Regions from separate parts of the Gossypium hirsutum genome. Here region 2 is linked to region 1. Evidence: chromatin contacts called from public Hi-C data. All regions are on one chromosome and are shown on one strand. Each heading gives the region's core, a stretch centred on a gene start, on an enhancer-like site or on the middle of the called end of the contact. The rest is flanking DNA. Distances are from core to core; before and after follow the strand shown. Region 1 holds the start of LOC107921066 (endo-1,4-beta-xylanase 5). Region 2 holds the start of LOC107921469 (polyadenylate-binding protein-interacting protein 5).

The links. Hi-C and Micro-C count contacts between places; a contact is called where the count stands out from the background.
Region 2: a contact with region 1 is called in a Hi-C map of leaf, with 2.3 times the contacts expected there. The contact joins the promoter of LOC107921469 here to the promoter of LOC107921066 in region 1. A contact is called at or near these places in 5 of 34 Hi-C or Micro-C datasets (all in leaf).

What each region holds. Positions count from the first base shown.
Region 1 is chrD01:54,757,105-54,764,765 of Gossypium_hirsutum_v2.1, forward strand. LOC107921066 (endo-1,4-beta-xylanase 5) reads right to left here and starts at 3,338. Exons shown (of 8, transcript XM_016850918.2): 1 at 3,231-3,338; 2 at 3,037-3,116; 3 at 2,905-2,939; 4 at 2,627-2,786; 5 at 2,100-2,272; 6 at 1,890-1,991; 7 at 1,649-1,795; 8 at 482-1,572. The coding sequence starts at 3,112. The coding sequence ends at 598. It overlaps LOC107922493 (protein NUCLEAR FUSION DEFECTIVE 4), which reads right to left. Exons shown (of 2, transcript XM_016852562.2): 1 at 6,902-7,661; 2 at 5,111-5,853. The coding sequence ends at 5,376.
Region 2 is chrD01:55,009,069-55,016,729 of Gossypium_hirsutum_v2.1, forward strand. LOC107921469 (polyadenylate-binding protein-interacting protein 5) reads right to left here and starts at 2,965. Exons shown (of 4, transcript XM_041087453.1): 1 at 2,457-2,965; 2 at 2,256-2,337; 3 at 1,276-1,670; 4 at 89-479. The coding sequence starts at 1,431. The coding sequence ends at 315.

The sequences.
Region 1 (7,661 bases), core at 2,088-4,587:
GCTTTCCTTTTACAATCATAATATCATTTTGGTGTTAGTTTGATGAAATGGTACCAAAGTTGCAACAATGACTTCATATTTAGGAGGTCATAGGTTTGAATTTGGCGAACCTTAAAGTGGGAAAGTCTTGAGGGGTGTTTAGACGTTGAGAGAGAACAATACTGATATTTTTACTCATGATGCAACGCGATTAAAGGAAGTGGTAATACTTGCCAATCAACATCCCAAGACTGTTTAAATGACATGGGATGGATCTGCTTTTAATGTGAACGGTGATGGTGTGATTTTGAAGAGTAAGCACAAAGCAATGTGTGATTGAAGCTGCCTGCCGATGGCTTTGCTTGGACAACATATTCTGTTTCAGTGGCTTGCTGATTGAACTCATTGAAGCCACGTAACTATTTATTTGTCCCTACGGCATTGCGGCTGAACCAAACAGCTTGAGCCCAATATCCATTGGATAGGGGTGACAACTCGTCCATAGCCCGAGGTAACCTTAGGTTTTAGTATTTAAACTTCAAATCAAAACATGTGTTTGTACTCTTGAGTACTGTTTAAAATCTAATTTAAAATTTCCATATACAAGAATCATGGGTGTTACAAATGAATGCTGAAGTGTTTAGTTTCACCGCTAGGGGGGAGTGAGAAAGTAAAATTTGCAGCCCTGTCTCCATATCCAACATTGACCTTGTATTCGCCTAAGAATCCATAAAAGCTGTATGAACCATGCTCACCTGTTACCCCCTTCATCTCCCCGCTTTCCCATTCTTTCAGCAGCTTGTCAACCACATCACCCGCTGGGAGATTCTTAAAATTCCCATCAGTTAAACACATTTCGTAACACCCTTTTGGATGGAGAGCCGTCCACAGCATTATCCCATTCACTGAAGGGTGTGAAAACCCTTCTCTTAGTACCTGTTCTAGGTACACCCCCTGTAATTCTTTACCAACCGAACTGCTAATATCTACCTCTGTTAGCCATATGGGGAGTCTGAGGGTAGCCAATTTGTCTATCACGGCTCGCATTAGAGGAAGGTTTGGCACTGTAAAATGACTTTCCAACCCAATTCCATCCATGTACATGCCACCGCTTTCAAGCTCTCTTATCCTTTCAATGTAAGTGTCAACTGTTGATTTAACATCACTGCAGGTTTCCACAACATTAAATTCATTCATGAACAGGGTTGCTAAAGGGTCCGATTGATGTGCAGTCTCGTAGAAATGCAAGGTTGCATCAGGTCCAAGTCGTTGCTCGTAAAAATCAAAGTGGAGCATCTCATTACTGACATCCCAGTGTATGAATTCTTCTTTGTATTTGCTCATTAAGCTCTGTATCCTGGAATTAACTGCTGATTGTAGGTCAGGGCCTGTAAGGTTCCGAACCCATGCAGGCGTGTACTTGGGGTCTTCCCAGAATATGTTGTGGCCTCTGGCTATTATTTGGTGGGCTCTAACAAACTCCAACATTTGGTCAGCTAAGGTGTAGTTGGTCTTCCCTTGATCTGGTTCTGTTGCATACCATTTCAGTTCATTTTCAAACACTGCTGCATTGAATCGTTCAACAAACCAGTTCTGGAAGACAAAAGAAAACAAGATCAATTAGCTAACATTGTCCGACATGTATTAAGAAATGAATATGAACACATACCTGATAGGGCAAATTCCCAAGAATGGTGTGTGCTATTGCAGAACCAAATGGAAAATCCTTTGAGACTTGGTTTATAGTTATTGCTGCTCCTTGCAACCTATTACCTTGTTGATCTGAGACATGTATTGTTACAGCACGCTTCCTTTGCTGGGGAAAAAATAGACAGTAAGTAATTTTGTTAAGATATTGGACATTACCATTATTGAAATATCATTTCACAAAGTGTGTCAACAGTAATTACAGTGTTAATCATGAATTGCTGGTTGAACCTCCATTCTTGATCAGTAAATGACTGTAACGAGGAACTATCAATTGTTATATCAATGTCTTTATCATCTGAGTTCTGTATATCCAGGACATTAGAAAAAAAAAGGTTTTTAGAAGCAAAAATCAATGACAGCATTCATGATCTAATGCTCAATCTTTTTTAGAAGCAAAACAAAAGGTTCACCTGGAATAGCAGTAAAGCTAAATTTGAAGGTGAATCAAGAACAAATCCACCTTTGAGAAATGACCAGCAACCATTCTTAGCCAAAACAGTCCCTATACAATTATATGTTCTGTTTTCTGTCTTCAAGCTTGCCCTAATGAGAGCTGAATTTGCACCTTGTATTTTGATCCAAGCTGTAATTGCACCAAACAGAGTAAGCCAATCCTGTAATGTTTCAAAATACAATTTGTCTGATATTCACAGTAGAAGTTTTTGTCTATGTTAAAATGTCAATTGCCTCTACAATAGGGGGATGTTCCTGAACTGGGGCCATATCTAGCATTTGCATATGTCGGTTGCCACTTTATGTGACAAATCCAAACCTTAAACATTGCCACTTGTTGGGCCACGGGCGATACAGTGTGACATGCCAGTAAGTAACAGGTACATTAAGGGTTCACCTATGTCGATGAACTTGTTTATTCTTTTTTTAAAGTATTTGTGTTTTAATATTTGTATCCGAAATTCATATGGATGGAGAACTTAACTGGAGAAACAGTAAAAATTGCCCACGGTGAGATTCTTCAAGAGAAAAGCTGGAGTGTAAAAACCAGTTGCAGTTTTGCCAAAAATGGCAGGTCTCATAATGGGCGTCTCATCTTTCAGAATCCCTCCTTGGTACAGTGGCTCCTCTGGCTGTGCTTTACACTGCAAACCAACAACATCATCAACAATTGTCATGGACATTGCGGTGAATCAAATAACTTCAGACTACATATTCATAATATAGTCAATAGATAAATGATCTATTCTCAAACTGTTTTACCTCTGTGTAAGCAGTAAAATCATATAAAGGCCCATCTGCAGCAATAAAAAGAAAAAGAACCCACTTAAGTTTTCTGAAAACCCATTAGAATGTTTTGAACAGTCAAACCAAATGTAGAAAGGGAGAGAGAACCATATGAAGCAACCAAGGAACCACTAAGAAGAATGAAGAAAGCCCAGAAGCCACCAAAAACAAGAGAATGTTTCATGTTCCTGTTTTGAACAAACTGCTATTGAATTGAACAAATGCTGAAGCTTACATTATATACCATACAGAAAAAAAATATGAAATGATTTCGGATATCAGGAGAAAGAGGGGGAGTGTACCTAATTAAGGTTTGTGGTGGGGATCACAAGGGAACAGTGACAGGCCTATGAGCACCCGTGCCTTGCTCACATGTTTTACTTAAGGGTTTCATTTGATGTGAACTTCAAATAAACTTGTCTTTGCTGCTAAATGTCCATTTATGGTTATACAGGCTTAGACTCAACGTTATATAAGTGGGAAATTTATTTATTTTCTATCCACCCTTAATATTAGTCACTTTAGCTTTAATGGAGAGTTGGCTTGTTGCTAAGGACTAAGTGATGAGTCCAAGTTAAGTGTTTTTTTAATCTAAGATTTGGTTGTGTGCCAAACTCTGGTTTTTGTCAGCAAACTGAAACAATGTTCGTTTAAACAATATTATTAGAACTTCGGTTGCTTTTGGCGACCAACTTGGGCTGCTTTGAGAAGTGTAAAAGAAGAAATTTATATAATGGACGTTCGAGGATTAGGTGACCAGTGTAACCAAGCACTGTTGCTAATACTGAGAGATTCCGAAATTAGTGATTGGGGGATAGCTTAGTTTTTGTTTTGATCATGGAGATTGGAAAAAAAAAAGCACAAGCTGTACAAGGATTGAAGATGGGTAATTAATGGGAAGTGGGTTGGAAATAGGTGAAGTCTGCTTTAGATTAAAGTCTAGTCCTCCATTGTCAGACCAGTTTGATTCCAGGGGTGCTTCATTCATGGCTAGAACTTGCACGCGTGAAGCGTGCATGATATTGGGACCATGCATTCACATGCTTTAAAAGTCAAATCACATTGAATGCCCAATCCCTCGGTTCCTCCATGGATGTGGAACCTGTTGGGCATTGAAGGAAAAGGTGAAGACATTTTCATTTTCACTGCAATTCTAGTATCACTGTAGGGAGGGTAGGACAATTTGGGAAGGAAAATAATTTATCAAAGTAATTTTTCTTTTAACTTGATAATTTTGACTTTTTAACTTTAGATAAGGTAAATATTTATCAAAACAATGTAGTTTTGTCTTTTTTTTATTTGGATTTTTTAATAACTTGAATTAACCGCGAGCGTTCAGTTGAATCGAGTGAGATTGTTTGAGTTAAATTAGAAAAATTAATATTGTCAAATTAAAATCTTGTTACAATATAATTATTTCCATGTTAGAGTATATAAATTTAAAACTATATATATTTGCAAACTTGTTTAAAGCATAATAATAAAATATTTTAATACGATAAACTTGAATCATTAATCATTCCAAAATTATTATTTTATAAAATTTTTAAAATTTCAACTTTTTATATATTTTCTAGATTTCTTTAAAAAAATTAAATTTTAAAATAATTTTAAAATTTTTTTGCAATTTTTGTTAAAAGAGACCAATTTGCTCATTTTCAAATTTGATAGGGACCAAAATGGTATTTAAATTAATCTGTTATTCGAATTATTCGAGTTATTTGAATTGTAAAAATTCAACTCGACTCGAACTCAAAGTCAGAAATTTCTTATTCAAGCTGACTCAAATAATTCATTTCGATTAACTCAAAATTTAATTTTTTTCGATTTTTTTATCGAATCAAATTTTGTTCACCTCTAATTAGAAGGATGTTGTTCAAATCAAGATAGTGTCAAAATGTGGGCCTCTAAAACCATATTTTTGAGCCCAGAGGCTTTAATCTGTCGATCAATTAGATACCGAAGACAAACTCGACTCATGTGACCCAAAAACACAAACAAGACTTTCAGAGATTCCTCCCTTATTTTCTTAGACCAGACCGGGCCAAATGAACCATTTTTTATCATGGGCAAACCCAAATAGCTGCAAGATTGTAAGTTTTATAATTATTTGAACCAAGAACATTAATATATATCTTGATAATCGTAGTAAATGCATTTAACCAAATGACATGCCTACCAATAGATCAATGAAGGCATATGCCATATGTTGCTATCTTAACAAGAATTGAACAAAATTCTAACAATTTATTACTATTACACGTTTTCTTTCGAGAGAAAAATCATACAATCATACTATTAATACAGTACTAGTGGTGTTCTAGAATCACTGATCACCTTATAAAATGATGAACCAGCCAATGGCTAATGGTGTATGCAGGATATCACTGAGCAAAGAGCTCATCAATCCTACAATTCCAGCCTTACCTTTTCTGCAGAATTGTCTATCATTGGCCATTAGATGCCGCCAAAGACTTCTTTGGTTTCCGACTGTTGAATATCTGGGTATAAATGTTCTTGGTTCTAATTGCCAGCAAAACATCCAACCCAAATCCAATAAGGGAGGCCATAGCCATTATGATAAACACGAGACCGTAACAATGGGCTCCCACACAGGTATTCCCACCTCCTGGTGTTGGAGTAGCTTGTGCATCATATAGGTAGCCAGCAAGCAGGCCAGAAAACAGGAAAGAACCTATGGGAAGATTGAGGATTAAAATGTTGTAGAGCAGACCGTAGTATTTGAGACCGAATAGTTCCGAGGCAACCGGGACAGTCACTGCTAGACGGACTCCGTAACACATGCCAACAACAATTGAACCAATGTAAAGGCAACCAGGCAATGCCAATGCCATTAGAAGGAGCCCAACCGCCATCAAGATCTGAGATGCTGCATTCCAAAGTGGCCTAGGAGTTCCTGCTTTCCTGTTTGAAACCAATGCACATGGAATATAGATCTTATTAGACATCATTATCATCCAAGTGAAAACTAGTCCCTATCAAGCTATCCAAATTGGCCAACCTTGCAATGACCTCATCTACATTGTCCATTTGCAATATTAGTTCACCTACTTTGCAACCAACACTCACTTTCAATCATTCTAAGATTTTACATTGTTATAACTAATCAATGACAGCATTAAGGAATTAATATGATGCATGTTTCATCTATTTATTGATCGCAATGCATTTAACCCAAACATCCATTAAAGCAACAAAAGCTGTCTAATCACAATATTAATTGAGGGCAAAACATTCCTTTTTTTGCTTCCAAAAGTCGGAAACTTATTGAATTACGTAAAAAGCAAAACAAACAGCAACAGCATTTCGTGTACAACTCAAGTTGAAAAACCAAACCACAAGCGGATTCAAACCAAGGTTTCTTAACCAGAAAGAAAACGCAAACCAGATTTTTTTTTTAAATAAAAATAAATTATGCAGCTTTGCGGCTCAAAGCACAAAATATTGCCTTTCAAGAAAAGAAAGAAACCAACCCATACTTATTAAAATGATGGTAGAGATGTACCAGTTTATATATTGCCAAAATCATGCATATCTAACACTTCAACACATAATTAATTAAAGATAGTTAAGATCATTGTTAAGTAAATTCTAAAAGAAAATATTTTTCTTACATAAAATGTTTTCTTGTGGTTTATTTTTTAAAACATGTATGTGATGTTTGCATACATTTGACGAAATTAATAAAAAGATCGAAAATAAACATTTTATGAACTCATCGATCAAATCAAAGAATATGGAAAATAATAACTAAAAAAGGGTATCAAGTTGCATATTACTAATAATAAACCGATGTCGACCTGAATCAATCAATAAATAAATATCCACCAACTAAAAGTAAAAGATCCTAATTATGCTAACAAAAAGTCACAATCAAGCAAAAGTTAAGGTTTTTGGCAACAACAAAAAAAGAACAAGTTGAGGTTAAGGGCAAGGAATGGAAGAAGCTTACTTGAGAAAGTACTCGGAAACAGAGCCGGAAATGATTCGTCCAAAAAAGCCCCAAATACTGGTCAATGAAATGAATATAGAAACGTCGGCGTGACCCAAGGCTAACCCGATCTGTGCCATGTTGTTTATCACCGCCATACCTGTTCCCACCCCACAAAGGAACGATGTGAACAATACCCAAAAGTCCCATGTCTGCATCGCCTCCATTATCGTGTGCTCCTCTCCTATCACCGGTTTTGTCTTTTCCACTAACACCGTTGCGTCATCCGCCGAAGCTGCTGCTGCCACTTCGGTAATGATCTCCTTTGTCTCCGCCGGCGGCGACGTAGTTTCCTCTTTCAGCAACGGTTGTTGTCGCTCCATGTCAGCTTCGAACCCGACCAAGCGCCAACTCTTTACAAAAGCATATATCGGCACCGCCAACGGACTAGCTAATAAAATAAGAAGTATAACCGCGAAAACCAGCGAAAACACTTGATTGGTTGAACCGATGAGGTCGTAAGTTAAAAGATAAACAGCGACGACGACGGCGACTATGTTGAATATTGCGAAATAGCGGGCTTCTTCCTTCTCCGCAGCGACGGAAGTAGATTGGGGGATTTCACGGAGGAATAAGATGGCGACAAGGCAAACAGCAAAAGGGATTACGGCAAGCATGACGAGGAATCGTGCTGGGTCATCGGAGAAGAGGGCAGAGCATAAGTCTGTGAAGATAGCGGTGCTGAGACCGACATACCCTTTTAAGATTCCGGAGACCGGAC
Region 2 (7,661 bases), core at 1,715-4,214, 250 kb after region 1:
CCATTCTTTTAGTAGAAAGCAAAATACAATTTTACTTCTAATATAAGTTATTATATTATATAGAGAAAATGAACCCCCAGCAAAGGCATAAACAAAACAAATACTCTTCCATCGCCAAACAAATGTAGAAAAAGTTGAGCGACCAAACAAATGTTACAGCATACAACTACACATCCAATGTTAAACCCTTCAAGTGTTAAAAGCAAAGTACTACATTTCTCAACCTTGAAGAAGAACCCTACTTGTGTACACTTCTTATCCACTGAGAGATACAACTGAAACTAGAAACACTGAAACCCCTTTGATTATGTCAGTCAGGAGGTAACAGCTGATTCTGTAGAGCCTGATGAAGACGCGCCGGTTTCACCTGCCACATTCTTCAGTTTAAGAGTACCACAGTTTGCTGAAGAGATAGATTCAGAGATATCACCGATATCCAATGTGTCGGGAAGAGTGTCAGATGACTCAACAGTGTACATCTAACAAAGAGAACTATCCAATGTACATGAATACCGAAATAAGGGCAAAAAGGTGCATTTTTTAATCCCAACCATAAACTAATTCAAGAATCAAAATCACAAATACTCCAGAAATCACTTCCAATGAAACCAAAGAAAGAACTTGCCGTACAATGAGTAAACAAGAAGCAAGCAGCATGAGGAAAACATCCTATCCCCAATATTCAAATTAGCATACATTATTAATGGCATTATAGAATAGGTAAATTTCCAAACAAATTTATATGAACAAGATAACACTACACAACCCTCAGTTATAATATATTCAACTGAAAGTGAGGTGAATAAAAACAATAAAAGCATCTGAAGGTATACGATCCATAAGAACAAAATATGTGGGGAAATCATTGACATAAATCAATGTATAAAATCATATGAAAGTTCAAAAGGTGGGAGACAAAAACAGGTGGAAAAATCTCTATCATTTGCACAGGGAGGATTAAAACAAATGAAGAAAAACCATGGTTATGCTGAAATAGGCCTGAATGCAGACTAACATCCTTAACTCTTTGATGTCATACAGTTAAAAACAAGTGAAATATGTTACCAACAACATCAGAAAATTATTCATAAATTCAATTTCTTCACTACTAGCACTTTCATAGAGGGACACTTGGAAATCTGCAGGATGGAACAGCAAGAGGAGCTAATAATATAGGAAACATTCGAGATGAAAATAATATAGAAAACGAATCCAGCAAGACCACTCAGACAATCAAGTTATATAAATTATAAAATAAAGATAGGCAAAATTTACCTCAAGTTGGTTCAGCATGTCAATAGTGGCTTCTAAGTCTCCATTATTAGCCATGTAGACATCCAGAACAGAGTCATTGGACAAACCGGGGAACATCATGCGAAGATACTCCAAATCCATGTCGAATTCCTCATCCATAATCTGCTCGCCACTCATTTCACCCTAATTTTGCATCAAAGAACCATGACCAGGGTCGCTTTTCAGTGCAACCAGGTGGTTTCCAATGCCAGGGATTGCAGATTCAAGTGAAGCATTGCTACGTGAGGAAGGATCAAACCAAGCAGACTCATTTCCAGCCTTAATATCTTTAGCTATGGAACCCTCCCTTTTGGCAAGTGGTACGTATGATGTTGCACAGGGATTCAACGAAGAAACCTCTGGCTTCATTCTCTTTGCTGGAGAAGAATACTAATCATTTTAGCCCCCCATAACATAAAAACACAAATTAAATTATATTACTAGGCAAAATCATTCATTTTTTAAAAGAACAATCCAGAAAAATGAAAATCTAATAGCAAAAACAACATACTGAACGAAAATGAATATGAGCAACTCTAATCCTAACAAGATAAAAACACACATAGAAAAAGAAAAAAATGATTGTAAATTGGAATAAACTGTGACTTTTCTTGCATTGATAGGATCATTCTGGATTTCTGTTTAACATGCAACTAAGCATCGAAAACCTGTCACGCAATTAGAACAAAATAAACTCCATGTACACAAGTTGTTGTTCTTCAAATAATCATAACAATAATCATCTAATAATGAAGTAGATAACTCAATTATTCAAAAAGAATTAAGAAGTGGAAAATTACCAATCACAAGGTGGAAAAAATTATTGGAATGTTTTAAATTGAATTTTATCAAGAAAGTAAGGAAAATTCCCTTTAAACTTTCAGGTCTTTGATTCCATGAGGGCCGTAAAGATCAACCAATGAGAAAACAACCAAAATCAAAGATTAGTAAGAAATTTTTACCGAAAATTAAAGCAAAAACTCCAGCAAAAGAGAAGAAGAAACAAAAGATTCCGTGTTTCGATGAAGTTTATATGATCAGGCCCTGAAAGTGCAATGAAGAAGACACTAACAAGACAGCCATTAAAACTCAGTACAGAGAGAAGAAGAGAGTTAGAACAATTACAGGATAATTGAGAGCAAAAGAGAGTTAGAAACCTTTACCTTTCAGTAGCAGTAACCTGGAAACCCATCAATTGAGAGCAATCGAAGGAGTGACACAGAGAAAAAGAAAAGAAAAAGGTCGACTGGTTGAGAAGGCAAAACGAAAGAGTGACTGGTTGTAAAGAAAAGAAAAGAAGAGGTTGAGAGACAGAGGAAGAGGCGAAGGAATGGGGAAGCCAATCGGGAGGCGAAGGTAGAATGAAGGAAGAGGCGACGGAATGGGGAAGCCAATTGGGAGGGTAAAACAGGGAGGGATTTGGACGCAGCACCTAATCTGAGCAAAAGGGCTGTATTACAAATCGGTGGTTTTCACCGATTAGATCTGTATTGTATTACACGGGTATTAGAAGCACATTCAACCAAACGAAGGACTAAAGATGTATTAGGTGGGGCCCACCGATTAGGGGTGTATTGGCAGTGCTAATGTTATTACTAAATTTTCTCCTTCCATATTCCCATAACCTTTAGTCATTCTTTATTAATCTTGTTCTTGTTATAAACTTAGAATGTTCATATAATATTTATGGTTTAAGCAACTTGTGATTATGTTGTTTAAAGTTTTCTATATCTTTATCGATATCTATTGTTTCTGATATTTCTACTTTATCCATATCTTTTCTTGTATTAAAGATTTTACTAAAAATACTTTTATTTTCATTATTATTGTCATGGCCATTAGAGCTGGATCCCTTAAGGGTGACGCTCGAACCACTGAATGGCTTAAACATCCTTATCTTCTATTATTCTTTAATTTGGGTCTATTATTAACCCTTTCTGTGGATAAATTCTACTTTCTATGGATCGTACCGCTGTTACACCTGTATCTTTTAAATTAGATCCTATTTGGTTTATCCAATCTGTTATACAGCTTCTACTATCTTTTGCTATTAAGTCTCTAATTATTAATTGTCTATCAACTTTTATTTCTAGAGACTTTAGTGGATGGAAGTTTATTCTTAATAGCTAAGACGTCGTTATAGATTGCTTCTAGTTTAGCGCTGGTGTTATTGATCCTCCCTATCAATGATATGTTTTATCCCTTCTATTTTCTTTTCTAAGATTTCTAATTTAGTTTTTACTTTTAATTCTAAGCTTTGTATTCTATAAGCTAATTCGTCTGTTTTATCACTAAGAGTGGTAAATCCTTTTACTCCTAGCAGTATTAGGGTATTAAGCTGGGTAATCTGGGCTAGCAAAATTATTATCATTTATGAAACCAGAGTAACCTTTTTTTGATACGTATTCTTCCGTTCTTCTAGTACTATCGTTATACAATTCTACTTTGTTATTATTAAATGGAGTCAAGGACACCAAACTCCTAGGAATGACTCGTATACAAAAAAGTATTATTGCTCCTAGGAATGACTTGTACACAGCTCAACTTATCCAGGATATTCCCCAAATCCTTCTTACCTCTTCTTCAAACGAAGCCTCAAACGTCCACCAGGCTTCTAACCAAAATTTATTCACTTTCCATTCGTTCTTTTCCCGTGCAGTGATCGAAAAAAGAATGGGGTAAATGTTTAATTTTTGCACTCAGAAACATACACAATCAATCATTCGTAGCCACTTATTTATCTAACCTTTCCCGAATGTTTGTTTCTGGAAGGTTTCCTCTTTCCCAATTAAACCATAAACCTGCATACCCGACATCTCTTAAGCAGCATTCATCTAGAACATTGTTGAACAACTCCATTCGTCATTCATTTTTGGGAGCACCCCTAATTTTCTCAAAAAAAAAATTATCTCATGAAAATCCCCACAAACAAGCCATTGGAGCTCATGATTCCTCCCTAAACTTTTGAGGATGTTCCACGAATCTTCTCTATTACTTGCACACGGAGCCCCATAGAACCCAGTGAACCTCAATTCCCAAGCTTCATCCGCTTCTTTGACCACTACATCCACATGGTTTTTTGAGAAACTACGTAGAGTAATTACGATCGAATCCTTTCATGCCAGGCATAATCCTCCATGAGTACCTACTACCGATACATCAATCCCATTAACGAACCCTCATCTGCTTCTAATTGTTGCCATCTGTTTCTCACGTGTCGAAGCCTTCTAATCGTCCTTGGATTCCCCAGTCCACAAACATTCCAACATAAAGTTTTTATTGTGCTCAGTCAGCTTGCCTCGGAGCAGGCCTCGGTCCAATTATAAATAGAGTAGAATGATACTCTAAAGTAGTCCTTTCAGCATCCGGAAGCATCGACACTACAGGTTCTTCATTCCTGAATTTTAATTTTTTGTTACCTTCCCCATCAGGCAGAAATTCATCATTTTCATTGTCCTTATTCGAACCTAACTCCCCTTTTTTCCCATCATTCACTTCCTCTCATTGTGTAGCCATCACCCCCATGCTATCCTCTTCCACCGAACTTTCTTTGCATTCTCACTTTTACCATCCATATAGCCTGATTTTCCAAGCTGACCTTCCCCAATTTCAAAGTCCATCCCTACATCTGCTACAATTGACTCAAAAGAATCCCTCAATTTAGTGCTAATTCCCTCAATCAATGGTGAGGAAACCATATTAGAATCCCCCAAATCGCGCCTCAAATTATCAGTAACTATATTTGGTAAAAAACTCTCCCAAAGCCCTATCGTCAACTGAATGGTGAACCGTCGCCGGAAACTGTACCGTAGGGTTTCCTCCACCTTCACCTCCTTCACCTATCTTCGATAGCTCAATATTCCCTATTTAAAAGCACTCACATTTATTTTTAGTGGAAAAATTGAATTGCAAACTTTCCTTTCCAAGCAACGAAGTTTCAGCCCTTAGCGCAACTGAATACGGGAAATCTTAGCTCACTTCCTCCCTTTCCCCCAACGGGATCAAATCACATTCTTGTACCCAATGTCTCATTCTCCCACAACCAAAACATAAGGTCACCAAATTTTCGTACTTAAAAGGAGATCTAAACCCTTACATTCCCATCCGTTGAAATAAATATACCCCGACGTACAGGCTTCTGCGCATCCAATTGGGCCCAAAGTTGACAAAACTCCCATTTAATTTCTAACCTTATTACGCCGCCAAAAGCCGATCCAATCGCATGTAAGAGATCCTTTTTTATCAAATTTTGGCGAGCAAGGATTGATTTTTAACCAAAAAGGGGAAAGGACAAGCCTGATTTTGATCGATCTATAGGGTTTCTTAGACGATAAAAAAAAATAACTCTCCTAAAAGGCCAAGGGCGACCCTCCATAATCATCTCCAAATCATCTTCGCATTCAAACGAGATAAAAAAAAAAAGCTCTGCCCCGCCACTTGAATCTCAAATTTCTTCTTCGGTTTCCAAATGCTCTTCAATTGTGCCCGAAAACTATCTGGATTGTAAGACTTTTGCGTCCAAAAAGAGCATATCAATGTTGGGTTCTCATTAGGGACAACTTGTGAACTCTTCAGTGTTAACTGAACCAACTCTTCCTCTAGAAGGGATATCTCATCTCTCCTCTTTTCGATTTCGATAAAGTCACCACCCTCCTTCAACCCAACCACAGCAAACACTGTTTCTCTAGGACATTGAGAGAGAGCACTCTTGACTAACACAGAAAATATTTGTACTTAATTTATTTTCTTTTTATAAATGGAAAACCAAATAAGTAATAATCGAAAAATTAAATATGTTAAATTAAATTAATTGATTTCTTCTTCTCTTTCCATTTCTTTATGTAAAATTAATTTAAAATAATGATATTTATCATAATATAAATTGATTTAAAATTTAGACTCGAAGTGACAAATTTGAAATAAAGTACTGATTTTGCGTTGTAAAATCTGATTTAAAACATTGATTTAAAGTGATAAAATTTGAAATAAATTTAAATTTAAAAGTGATAAATACAATATTAATTTAATTTTTTATTTTATGTTTTAGATACTAACTTGAGTTGGGGTTTTTATGGACTATAAATACCCATTAGAATATTGGCAAAGTTTTTTTTTTCAGACAAAATAGCAGGTAGTGAATTTTAATTGTGAAAGTATAAATTTTATTCAAAATTCCGAAGAATGGAGAGGTGTCTCACATTCAAGAGTCACGATGGACATTGCATATTGATGTAGCAGTGGACAATATACATTCCATTCGAAATTCCGAATGATGGAGAAGTGTCTTGCATCCAAGAGCCACGATGGACGTTGCATGTCAATTTAGCGGTGGACAATATAGATACGATGGAGAGGAGTTTGAAAATAAGGATAAGATTTAGAGGTTCTAAATAGTTTTATTTCTAAATTTGGCGAATACTGATCGACGAAGACAACATTGGCGACGGAAACAACAAAAATAGAAGTCGAGAGAAAAAGAAAAAGAAGCTTTCTCTCTTTCAAAGAGAAAAAAAGAAAGGAAAGAAAATTAGATTAAATAGGTTTTATTTAAAATAAATAATAAAAAATATTTAGTATTAAAATTTTTCACGTGATTCATTGAAGTGAATTTGATTGGGGTCTTGATATGTTTCTTTATTTAGTTTTAATTTTATTTTTTATTCCATATTTAATTATATAACTCTTTGTTGATATTTTTATATCATTATTTGATTTCACTTTTTCTTAGCTATTTCATATTTGTACTTTAAGTTAATTCTAATTCTAATTTAAATTAATTATAACATTAATATTCTAAATCATTAATTATATATTTATATATATGTATTGTAACAATTTTGTCTTTCAATTTTTTCCTCATAATATTAAAAATATATTATATTTGAAAATTTTAATATTTTTTTGTACGTTATTTATATATTTCAAACATTATTTTATCAATAATTTTAATTAATATACCATTATTTAAATAATATCAAAATTTTGAAACACAGACTAGTACCCATATTTAATATGAACCCAAACAATAATGATATTTTGAATAAAGTTAGAGGGATTTATTGCTATTTTTTCGGTCAGCTAAATGGGAATGGAATTATTAGGGTATCTTCTTCTCCTAGTCTTGTTATAAATTAAGAGGGGGTGGCCACGCACGAGACATGCATCATTAATGTCGATGGCCAATGGGTCAACCGAAAAGCTGAGTCTTTTGGTACCAAATAAACCTAATATCATCAAGGCAGTGTGATAATCCCTCAAGCAAAAGAGAAAAAAAACACCTTCAGTTTTTGAGCCGAAAATGACCAATTTTGGCATGAATTTCCAACCCTTCTTTGCGTGGAAAATGTGGGAAACTTTAACCTACCACT